Regions from separate parts of the Mus musculus genome. Here region 2 is linked to region 1. A link is a contact called in public promoter capture Hi-C data. All regions are on one chromosome and are shown on one strand. Each heading gives the region's core, a stretch centred on a gene start, on an enhancer-like site or on the middle of the called end of the contact. The rest is flanking DNA. Distances are from core to core; before and after follow the strand shown. Region 1 overlaps Gm31636 (a long non-coding RNA gene). Region 2 overlaps Myo1b (myosin IB).

What was found. Capture Hi-C pulls out chosen DNA fragments and counts their contacts.
Region 2: a contact with region 1 is called in a promoter capture Hi-C map of adipose tissue. The contact joins two enhancer-like sites. A contact is called at or near these places in 1 of 484 Hi-C or Micro-C datasets (the HL-1 cell line), 2 of 115 datasets of contacts at active chromatin or transcription factors (both in embryonic stem cells) and 1 of 9 other capture datasets (adipose tissue).

The regions. Positions count from the first base shown.
Region 1 is chr1:51,631,872-51,636,716 of GRCm38.p6, reverse strand. The region is part of intron 2 of Gm31636 (a long non-coding RNA gene); the gene reads right to left. Among named protein-coding and RNA genes, the nearest start is that of Gm31636, 12 kb to the right of the region's middle. Within about 2 kb of position 2,801, at least 10 of the 459 cell types and tissues checked have an H3K27ac peak or open chromatin away from gene starts, as enhancers often do. A contact at or near this core is called in adipose tissue, where this site is marked.
Region 2 is chr1:51,819,933-51,824,935 of GRCm38.p6, reverse strand. Myo1b (myosin IB) reads left to right here. Exons shown (of 31, transcript NM_001161817.2): 5 at 735-839; 6 at 4,749-4,795. Among named protein-coding and RNA genes, the nearest start is that of Myo1b, 94 kb to the left of the region's middle. Within about 2 kb of position 2,620, at least 36 of the 459 cell types and tissues checked have an H3K27ac peak or open chromatin away from gene starts, as enhancers often do. A contact at or near this core is called in adipose tissue, where this site is marked.

The DNA.
Region 1 (4,845 bases), core at 1,552-4,051:
ATAGCACTAAATCTTGGAGGCCTGTCTTATTCCACCGTTACCTCACTGATGCTACTCCGAGGAACCTCATGGCTATGGGAAAAAAAATACAAGTACCACACACCTAACAAATAGCTTGTCATCCATTAGCAATGGGTTTTTAAAAACATGCTATTCTGCCAGTGACCTGAAAATCTCAGAAACGAAATGTATTTCTAAAGAGGGAGTTATCACAGCACAATAAAGGTATCTGGATATAAAATCCCGCTGAAAAACCTTCATGTGAATCAACCTTGGTGAGAAACAAATTGTTTGAACAATAGACTTAATTAACTCGACTCTGTGTCTCTTCCGTCACAGCAGGCGTGAAGTCTCAGGGCATCTGCTGATACACCTGAGCTAGAGCCCAGAGACGCTTCCTAAGGGGTGTTGTGTTAGAAATGACTGAGGAGTTAAATAAATGAGGCCATGGTGTTCTGGTAGCTCTCTCCTGCTGTTTGCAGGGAAGGCTCTAAAGGGAAGGGAAAACCAGGGCTGAATCCTCCTGGAGTTTTGTCTCCTCTGTGTCTCTTAACTTTAAAAGAGCACTTAGCACTAATGGGAATGCAGTCTGGCTTACAAAGAGGACTATCTTCATTAACAGAAGCATGTTGCTTCCAGGTGATAAAGGGGAGGGCTGGAAAGGTAAGGGGTAGCTGAGATACTGGTGGCCTGTTCTTGTGGCTGGCTGGCTGCAGAGAGACCTCTCACGAACAGGGGAAATGCTTCAAGAGCATTTCCTCACGTTTAGTTGGCCAGTTAAGTAGACTGAAATCTCTCTATTTGGAGATTATTTTGTCCTAAGTTGTGCTTGCTTTCATTAAGTGGCTTTCTCCCTAGACTCAGTGTTTATTGTAATGTACATTAAATATGGCAATAAAATTCCCAGGGACAGAACACAGAGCACAGACATAACTTCTTGTCTAGTTGTGCTTCAGGCTTGGCTTCATCCACTAATGACTCCTTATGAGATTCACCTGGATTTCCTACATATTAAGAAAAAAAAATCCATTCTCCTCATTATTAATCTTACTGATGAGACTGACTGTTCTCAAATGTTTATGATGTAATACTGACTTGGTGGAGAAGTACCGTCCCCAGACCCCATACACATTCTCATTTTCTGTCAGAAAGGTTGTTGCAAATTTATGATGCTTTTGGAGGGATAGAACTCTTTGAAGTCTTAGGAGGATTCTAGAAGAGACTGACTAAATATAGCTAGCTTCATTATTTTGATTTGTCACCCAGCTTAAAATGCTGACTTATGATATATGTGTTTTATATATGATTTCTTAATTCCTTAAATATTTGATCAATATAATAGAACACTTGCAATATGGTCAGCAATGTGCTGACAGCTGCTAATTCAAACACACACACACACACACACACACACACACACACTACAGCCACAACCAGGTCTGAGAAGAACTCTGAGCTCATACACAGGTTTGCTGGTTCTACCATTTTGGGCATATACTCATTATATGTGACCTTGGAGATAGATTTCTTGAAGTTTTCTTCCATTGGCCCAAGTGACTGTCTTCCTAGGCTGAGGCTAAATCCATGAAAGTGCAGCTCAACCTGTCTTGCACACAAACTCTCTCCCTGACTGTGACTGAACCACTTTGTGCTAGAAGCTGTGACATGGGTTTGGGGAATACATTGATGTTCTCCAGGAATTATTCAAGGTTTTAGAGGCCAGTGATTAGCATGTAGAAAAAGCTTAAATATCAGAAGCACAAAGTAATATGATCTATTCTGTCTGAAGAGACCTATAGAGGCAAAATTACATTTGAAGCAAGCATTAAAAACAGAGGGCTAGTGGGCTGGAAAGAGGGCCAAGTCAGGAAAGTGCTTACCATACAAACATGAAGACAGGTCCCCAACATGAACACTTAAAAGAAGGAGAAGGAAAAGGAGGAAGAGGAGGAGGATAGTAATGAGGATGACGACCACCCTTGTGTCCTCAGCTCTTAGAGAATGAAGACAGATGGATCCCCAAAGCGCACTGACCAGCCAGGCTAATCAGTAAGTGAACACTGGGTTTAGTTAGAGACCTTATCTCAAAAAGTAATGTGGAGAGCATTTGAGGAAGACACCTGGAGTCAACCTCTGCCCTCAACATATGTGCATATGTGCACACATAAACACAAATGCACACCCACAGAGATGTGTTTATGAAGTATGTGACGAGGACAGAAGTGAGTGATCCAGGTCTGTGGTTTTGGAAGAATCAGAGAAGGGAAAGAAACTGAGTGGTAATGGACTTAGGGGTGTTTAGGAAACCCTGTGTGGGCAGGAGAATGGCAGACAGAGGTTGGACAGGTTTACAAAGCAGTGAACTAGCCTAGATCCTGCGAAGGGAGGGAGGATTAGGTTGGGTTTTAAGCAGGGAAATGATACCATGTATGGAGGAGAAGTCTAGCAGGGGGTATGGCAATGGTGGACACTGTGAAGGAGCGACTGATATTAGCAAGATTTTACAGCTCTCTAAAAGAGGGGTGCTAGACCCTAGGTTGGGATTTGGAAGTGAAAGGCAAAGATAAAACAGACAGGGGCTGTGGGTTGGGGATGGTGAGATCAGACCCCTCTAGTAATGAGATTGCGAGGTTCCAGAGGCTTATGACAAAGAACCAGATAGAGAGGAGGCCACTTAATCACGTGAAACCGGTAATTTGGCAAAGAAGTTGATTTCCAGGAAGTGTCTGACAGGTTGTGACTATAAAAAGAGTGACAGCTGAGAATGCTGATTAAAGTAAATTATCACGTTGATCTTATTTCCACAATCAGAGAGAGAGAGTTGAATGAGTATCCATCACATGACTCCGGACCTCTGGAGGGACCACCTATTTAACATAATGGAAGCTGATTGTTCATCCCACCCTAATTTCAATTTCTTATGCTTTGCGTATCCCAGCAGAACTCAGGAAGAGCAAGTCTGCATTCCCTGTAAATTCTAATACCATTGCATGTCTTGGAAAAAAAAAAATCTTTCAGCTATTCCTCAACAAAACAGTTCTAGTATACATACAGCTTGAATACCTATCACCCTGTGTTAGAGTCTTGGCTCAGTTAGGAAGTATAAGGAGCGTGGAATGTCCCAGTGCTTTCTAACAGAAGAGTCTAGAAGCCATTCTGTTAGTTATGAACGTTAGATTCTGCTCACTTTTCAAGCTCTTGTGAACACAGACCGCAGCCAATTCTGTGCTTCAGCCTGTTACAAGCACAGCAGTAATCCAATCACAAATCAAGTAAGTTTTAAATTTGATTCAGAAAAGGAATTTTGAACTTGGAAAAGTAGCACATGTCCTTAGTCTCAACAACTGAGAGGCAGAGGCAGGTAGATCTCTGTGGCTTTGAGGGCAACTTGGTCTCCATACTGAGTTCAGGCCAGCCAAGACTACATAATAAGACCCTGTCTCTAAAAACAACAAGCAACAAAACAAAACGAAAAACCCCAAAACAAAACAAAGGGAAAACAACAAAAATCTCAAAACGAATTCCACAAAAGGGCATTTTATTTCGCAGGCTGATATTTTGTTTTTGCTTTCACCCAGCTAGACTTGAGTGAAAGAGATTAATTGGGTAGTCACACTGGGAATAGAGTAAGGAGCAAGGCAGGAAGCCCAGTGGGGCTCTGGGAAGGAGTAGTGCATTGCAAAAGGATGGGCTGGGAGACTGTGGCCCTGACCTGCCAGACTGTCCAGGGGTCAAGACAACACATATGGCACCGAAGAATATGTTAAAAATTTCAGAAAAACACACACACACAAGAACCCCCAAAAAACAAAAACAAAAACAAAACATTGTGCAAATTCCTATGGCTAACTTACCCAAACTTTGCTAGTTAGTTAAAGGGATATTTAGTAAAAGGACATGTAAATATTTCTTTTGGTTTAGGGTGTGCCATGAAAAAATAAAAAACCACCAAGACACTGAGAGAACTGGAGGATTATGGGAGTAAAGCCTTGCACCTTGAGATTGTGAAGACGGAAAACTCTGACCTTGGCTGGGCTCATGGGCCAAGGTTGTTAGATTGGGTCTCCTAAGAAGAACGTGACCTCGGTGTGAAGTAGGGTATGTCTCTCAGAAGCTAATATCTAAAGGCTGTGATCTCTAGCCACAGCGCTGTGTGTTCCTCACCTACAGAGAGCAGGCCCTTCTTGCAAGTAGTTTTAAACAGCTGGGCATACACTCTGTCTGCTGGTGTAGCCTGAGGAACAGTAGGGTAAAGGGACTTCTTTTAGCTTCATTCTCTCATCTTACAGAACGGGTCAGCATTTACAGGTTCTCCATGACCTCTGAAAACTGTTCTCTTTTTTATTTCAAGTGAAAAGTTTCTGAGTGGTCTGGTGTGGGTTGAGTGCATAGTTCTGGACCAACTGTGTGGCTAGGAAATTCATCAAGTGGTCCTTCTCCTGTATTCTAACCCTGGTCCTTCAGGACTCCAATGTCACTTTTTTCAGGGTTCCACATGTAGTCTCTCTCTGCCACCTTACTTAATTTTCTCCTTAATACTCATCACAGTTAGAAATTTATTAAACAATATTTATTGTTTGCATATATATATACATATATATATGTATCCATTTCCAGTAAAATATTAGCTCTGTGCAGCTGGAGAGGTTATGTGTCTTGCTTTGCAACCCTGTCTAACAGCGGGGTAGCACAGCACCCCAGCATCCCAAAGGAGCTTAGCAAAATCACCCTTTGTATGGACAAGGGGGGGTCTGAGGAGCAGTTCCTCAGGAATGTGGGATTTTAGACAGCGATGATGGTAGACTGCTGGCAGTTTCAGGTTAGAGGGAATAACATTTCCCATCT
Region 2 (5,003 bases), core at 1,371-3,870, 190 kb before region 1:
TAGGGACACTTGCTTCACTGTGTTTCCCTTGCTGGGGACCCACATTCATTGGCCTCGAATCACCTTCTCTTTGAACACATGCTGATATGCTATCCCTTGGAATTTAGTGTTATGGGTTTTGTGATGATGTGTGATGCTTCTTGGTCTTGAGAAACCCTAAGAAACCATGTTAGCTAAGTATTTTCTGCTCTGTGTGATGGGTTCTTCATCAGCTTGACTTTCAGGGTTACTTATAAAATGTACACAAATGACTGCCCCAGAAAGATTGTAAATCCCCATTAGTTGCTCACTTTTGGAGCTGAAGAGTAATCAGCCTGACCTAATTGTGAACAAACTGATTTGACTCAGAAACTATTTTGAAGGAAAACAGTTCTTTTAAACTTCAGAAATACATTTGGCAAAGATGTATAGATGCCCAAGTTATTTTTGGCTTGAATCACAAACAGAACATAGATGTATGTGTTTGATTACTCTGAATGTGAGTCTTCTGAGATTTTTTTGTTGACCATGTAACTTAGCTTTTGTTTTTAACAGCTCAGAAATAGGCTTCAAGCGCAAGCCATATTCTAACTAAATTGATGATATATCAGTTTAAAATGCAGAGCTGAAAAAGTTTCCAAAACATGTGTCTACCCAACAATAAAGATGTTTGGAAATGCAGCTAGTGAATCTTCTCTCCAAATATGATTCAAAGATTCTTTAGAATTGAGTAACATGGCTGTTTCCCTCCACAGAGGCCAGCAAGCTCGTCATGTCCTATGTCGCTGCCGTGTGCGGAAAAGGAGCAGAAGTCAATCAGGTCAAGGAACAGCTTCTGCAGTCCAACCCTGTCCTGGAAGGTAAGGATTTCATGTTTGGTCCTTGTGATTCAAATAGCAAACTGTGTTCGTTCACTTCAACTGCCCAGTGTTCAGGGAGGGAAGAGGACACCCACCGTTCAGGCCAAAGCCTATAGAGGAATTAAGCCTTGTGAGGCTTTGTTTCAAGTATTGAAAAGAGGCAATAGCTTACTCATGGAAAAGGAACTTTCCCATTTAAAAAATACTTTTGCCATTCCATTTTTATGTAACTTACTTTGGTTTGCTTTTAAGAAATTGACTGTTTTTGCAGTTGATGGTGTAGTGATGTTTTATTATTCATGGTAATGCCTGTGGCTGGTTATGTCTGTTGTCATGGAAATCAAGGACCGAAGAAAGCCCAAATGCTATGTAGTTCTCCTAAGCTTTGTTGTTAGCTCTCTGGTAACTAGCTCATTATTCTTGGAGGCTAGAAATCTAAGAACAAAATCCTGCTAAGATAGGTTTCATTTGGAGACCTCTCTCATCTTAGAGACAACTCCCACCTTATTCATGTAAGCTCTTCTTGTGTGTTTCTTGGGAACAAAACCAGAAGTGAGCTCCCTGGTGTCCCTTCTCCATGCTCCACACACATAAGTACCTCCCAGAAGCTTACCTCTCCATTCTGTCGCATAGAGCGTAAGCGCTTTAATATATGAATGAGGAAAAGGGGCAAGCACACTGGCCCATCATCAAGAATAAATTAGAGATGAATTCTTTCACCAGATGAAAAATAACATTTACCGTTGGTATAAACAAACCATGCTTACATTAAAAATGAAATTAGGATCCTGGAGAAGAATAGTTGCTGCTCTTGCAGAGGGCTTGGGTTTGGTTCCTAACACATACATGGCCCCTTACAGCTGTCAGTAAATCTGATTCCAGAGTTACTTCTGGCTTTTGCAGACATCAGGCATGGATGTAGTGTGCGTATGTATACACGCACGCACACACATATATGTGCATATATATATATACATGCTTGCCATATATATATATATATATATGTATATGTATATACATATATATATATACACACACACATATACACACACAAAATAAAAACTGAGTAAATTTTTTTTTAAATCATGAAATTCCAGCTTTTCCTTATTGGAGAGAGGCTATTAAATTTGTCTTATAGTATAAGTGTCTCAGTGTTGTGACTAACACAGTTGGAGCACCAGTTGGATTTCTTAGCCTTGGAGCTGCTGTGCTGGGCACGTCTTTGGTATGAGTGGGAGGCCTGCTCTAGCATTTATGGCCTCTGCTTGCCACGTGTCAGTTACACCCTTGTACCTGTTGGGATTAAAAAAACAAAAAAACAAAACCTCCAAATATTGGCACTGTCCCCCAGGGAGTCAAAAGCATACTTTTAGAATCTGGGCCAGAGGAATAGTTTGGCTCAACCCATTGCTCCAAGCACAGAAGGACAAGATTGAAGGCTAACGAAAGCAGAGCTATCTTGGGATTGGTAGGCAACCCTTGACATGGAGGGTCGCAATCCCTCCCTGTTGCCTTTTCTACTCTGCCTGGGCCCCTCCTTCCCTCTGGGAAATCTTCTTGAACTCTGAGCAGTGACTATGGCTTTGTGCCCACTGATGTGCCCGACTGGCAGCATAGGGGAGGCATGGAGCCCAATAGGCTATTACGGTTTGATCGCTCCTCCATTTAGTACCTTAACTGGTAGAGTCTGTAAGAAGTGGCATCACTACATTTTACTAATCTGAGATCTGGCCCCTTTGCTTCCTCCCTTTGCCTTTAGGTTATGTGCTCTGCATGAGCTGATTTCTGCACAGGCTTATTTTAGGAATGCTGTGGTTGAAAGCAACAACGTAGCGGAATGCTGCAGCTTGCATTTTTGACTAGGATCTTTTTATTTGGTGGTATTTGAAATGACGCTGCAGTGCAGGAAATGGAAGAAATGTCCACTGTGGGTGTGTGTTATCTTTTATGGGAACGCTTTGCTTTTTAACTGGAGCTGCTACTGTAAATGAACGTTCAGAACAACGAACTTTATAAAAAACAAAACAAAACAAAAAAAAAACAAAAAACCCAACCAACCAACAACTGTGGAATGTGTCTCGGGTGTTCTATAATGGAGTACTTGTTTCAGATTTCCAGACTCACAGTAAAAGACTGGAGAGTTTAGGGTTGTGTTTATAATATGCAGCTCAGACTTGTTCGAGGAAGAGATGGTTTATGGCTTGCAGATGGGGCTCTGAACCAAGTGCTGGAGCAGCGCTTCGCTCCTTCCTGACTGTCAGGCCACAGTCTAGTGATCTTTGTGTCAGCATCTTGAACTGGGATTTAGGCCTGTTCTAATTATTTGACTTGGCAGGTCTACATTTCAAACCTGGCATAAAGGACTAGCCCATAAAAGCATGGGAAATGTTGCAGTTTAATGGTGACCAGGTCAGGTGTCCACTGTCGTCAAGGTTGCGTTCACAGATGACTTTTGCTTGGCAGTGAATTTGTGAGAATCCCCCTTTCCTCAGCGTGTTTCCTTTGCTGAGGTTTCCAGTGCTTTCTCTCTCAGTGTACAAATGTCAGCCTATCTTCTTCTGAAGTGAGAGTTTGGTGTCAGGAACTCAATAAACCATACTTGGCCCAAGCATCTCTAAATATAAGGAACCTTCTCTGTTGACTTTGTAAATTTTGACTTAACCTATTTTGAGCCAGCCATGTGGTGTTTGTTTGTTTGTTGAAATAAGGTCTGGCTAGCCTAGTACTTACTCTTGCTCTGTGACACTTCCCTGTCACCCTAACCCTCATTTAACTTGATGAAGTCACGGAGGCTTCAGAAATGTGGTATCTAGCCTCTTATTCAAAAGGTTCGTTTTGTTTAACCACATCTTCAGGAATGATGCTGCTAGTCTCAATTGTGACTTGTCACCAAAACAGCTTGGGTTGGAGGGGGCCTTTGTAGGAATGCAGAGTTTTGTGTCCTCCAGGGTGTACTGGGCTGGCCTGGGTTCCCTTCAGGGTTTGGGATGTTCTGTCGGGGCATCCACAGGGAGCCTTTCTACATATGTGACCTGTACTCACACGACTCTCTTCTCCCTTTGCATCACCCCAGCTTGGCTTGTGAGTGTTTGTGCACAGGCTTGGTGAAGCTGTCCATTTGCTGTCACAACTACACTGTCACCTGTGTTAAACAGGACCATTCTGTGACCGGGGCAGAACCACCCCGCAGCTCTCATGGGTCCTCATTTCAAAGGTTGTCCCGGGGCAGATCGGTCTTCTGGAAGCAACTGAGATCAAAACAGACTTGGGCTGTGCATTTTGGGTCACTTTGTGTTCTAGAATGTTTCTTATAGGTCTGCCTGTTGGGCATGAGCTACCAAAGTCTGTATCATTTTTATCTTATTTGAAATGACTCATTTTCCAACTCTCAGTATAGTTCTTACTGTACTGTAGTTATGTAATCACATTTACATAAATAGCTTTATTTCAAAATTAAACGGTTTTCAGTTTCACATGCCTCCTGCAATCTATATTCCTCACCCACGTGCACCAAACCTATAAGGATAGAAAATGATTTCTGAAATAACCTGAGTGGTAGTTTTGGCGGAGGACTAGGCACCTGCTTGATGCCCAGTAGGTTCCTGTGGAAAGGGGTTAATCGGTGTCAACCTAGGCAAGGTTAAGTTTAGAGCAGTGCTCGAAACAATGCCAGGATGCAACGCTGCCACTTGCTCTCTTTCTGTGTATTTCTAACCACTGAGGGAAGTTTAAGAAACTTATTAAAATTTCTGCTAGATCTATTTGCGTGGGAATTGTGTGTAGACATGCCATCACTGCAAGCTCTGCTTGCCAGGGTTATTCCTGCCCAGTACTACACTTGCTTTATGTTTCCGCTCAGTATTATTTTTTCTATCAGCTTTAACGATGCATCTGTTTCTCTCTCGTTAGCTTTTGGAAATGCCAAGACTGTGAGGAATGACAACTCATCTAGATTCGTAAGTATTTGTATAAGCTTAAGTGCTAACACTAATATTTAGTCCATGTGTGTTTAAACAAGCAGATGTTTAACATTTCTTAATACACACATCTTTAAAGCCAGGAGGCACCCAGCCCCAGTTGAGACCACTGTAAGTTCTATAAAAGTTCTTTGTTTGTTTTCTGAGATTCTTTTCTTTTTTTTTTTTCTTTTTTTCTTTTTTTTTT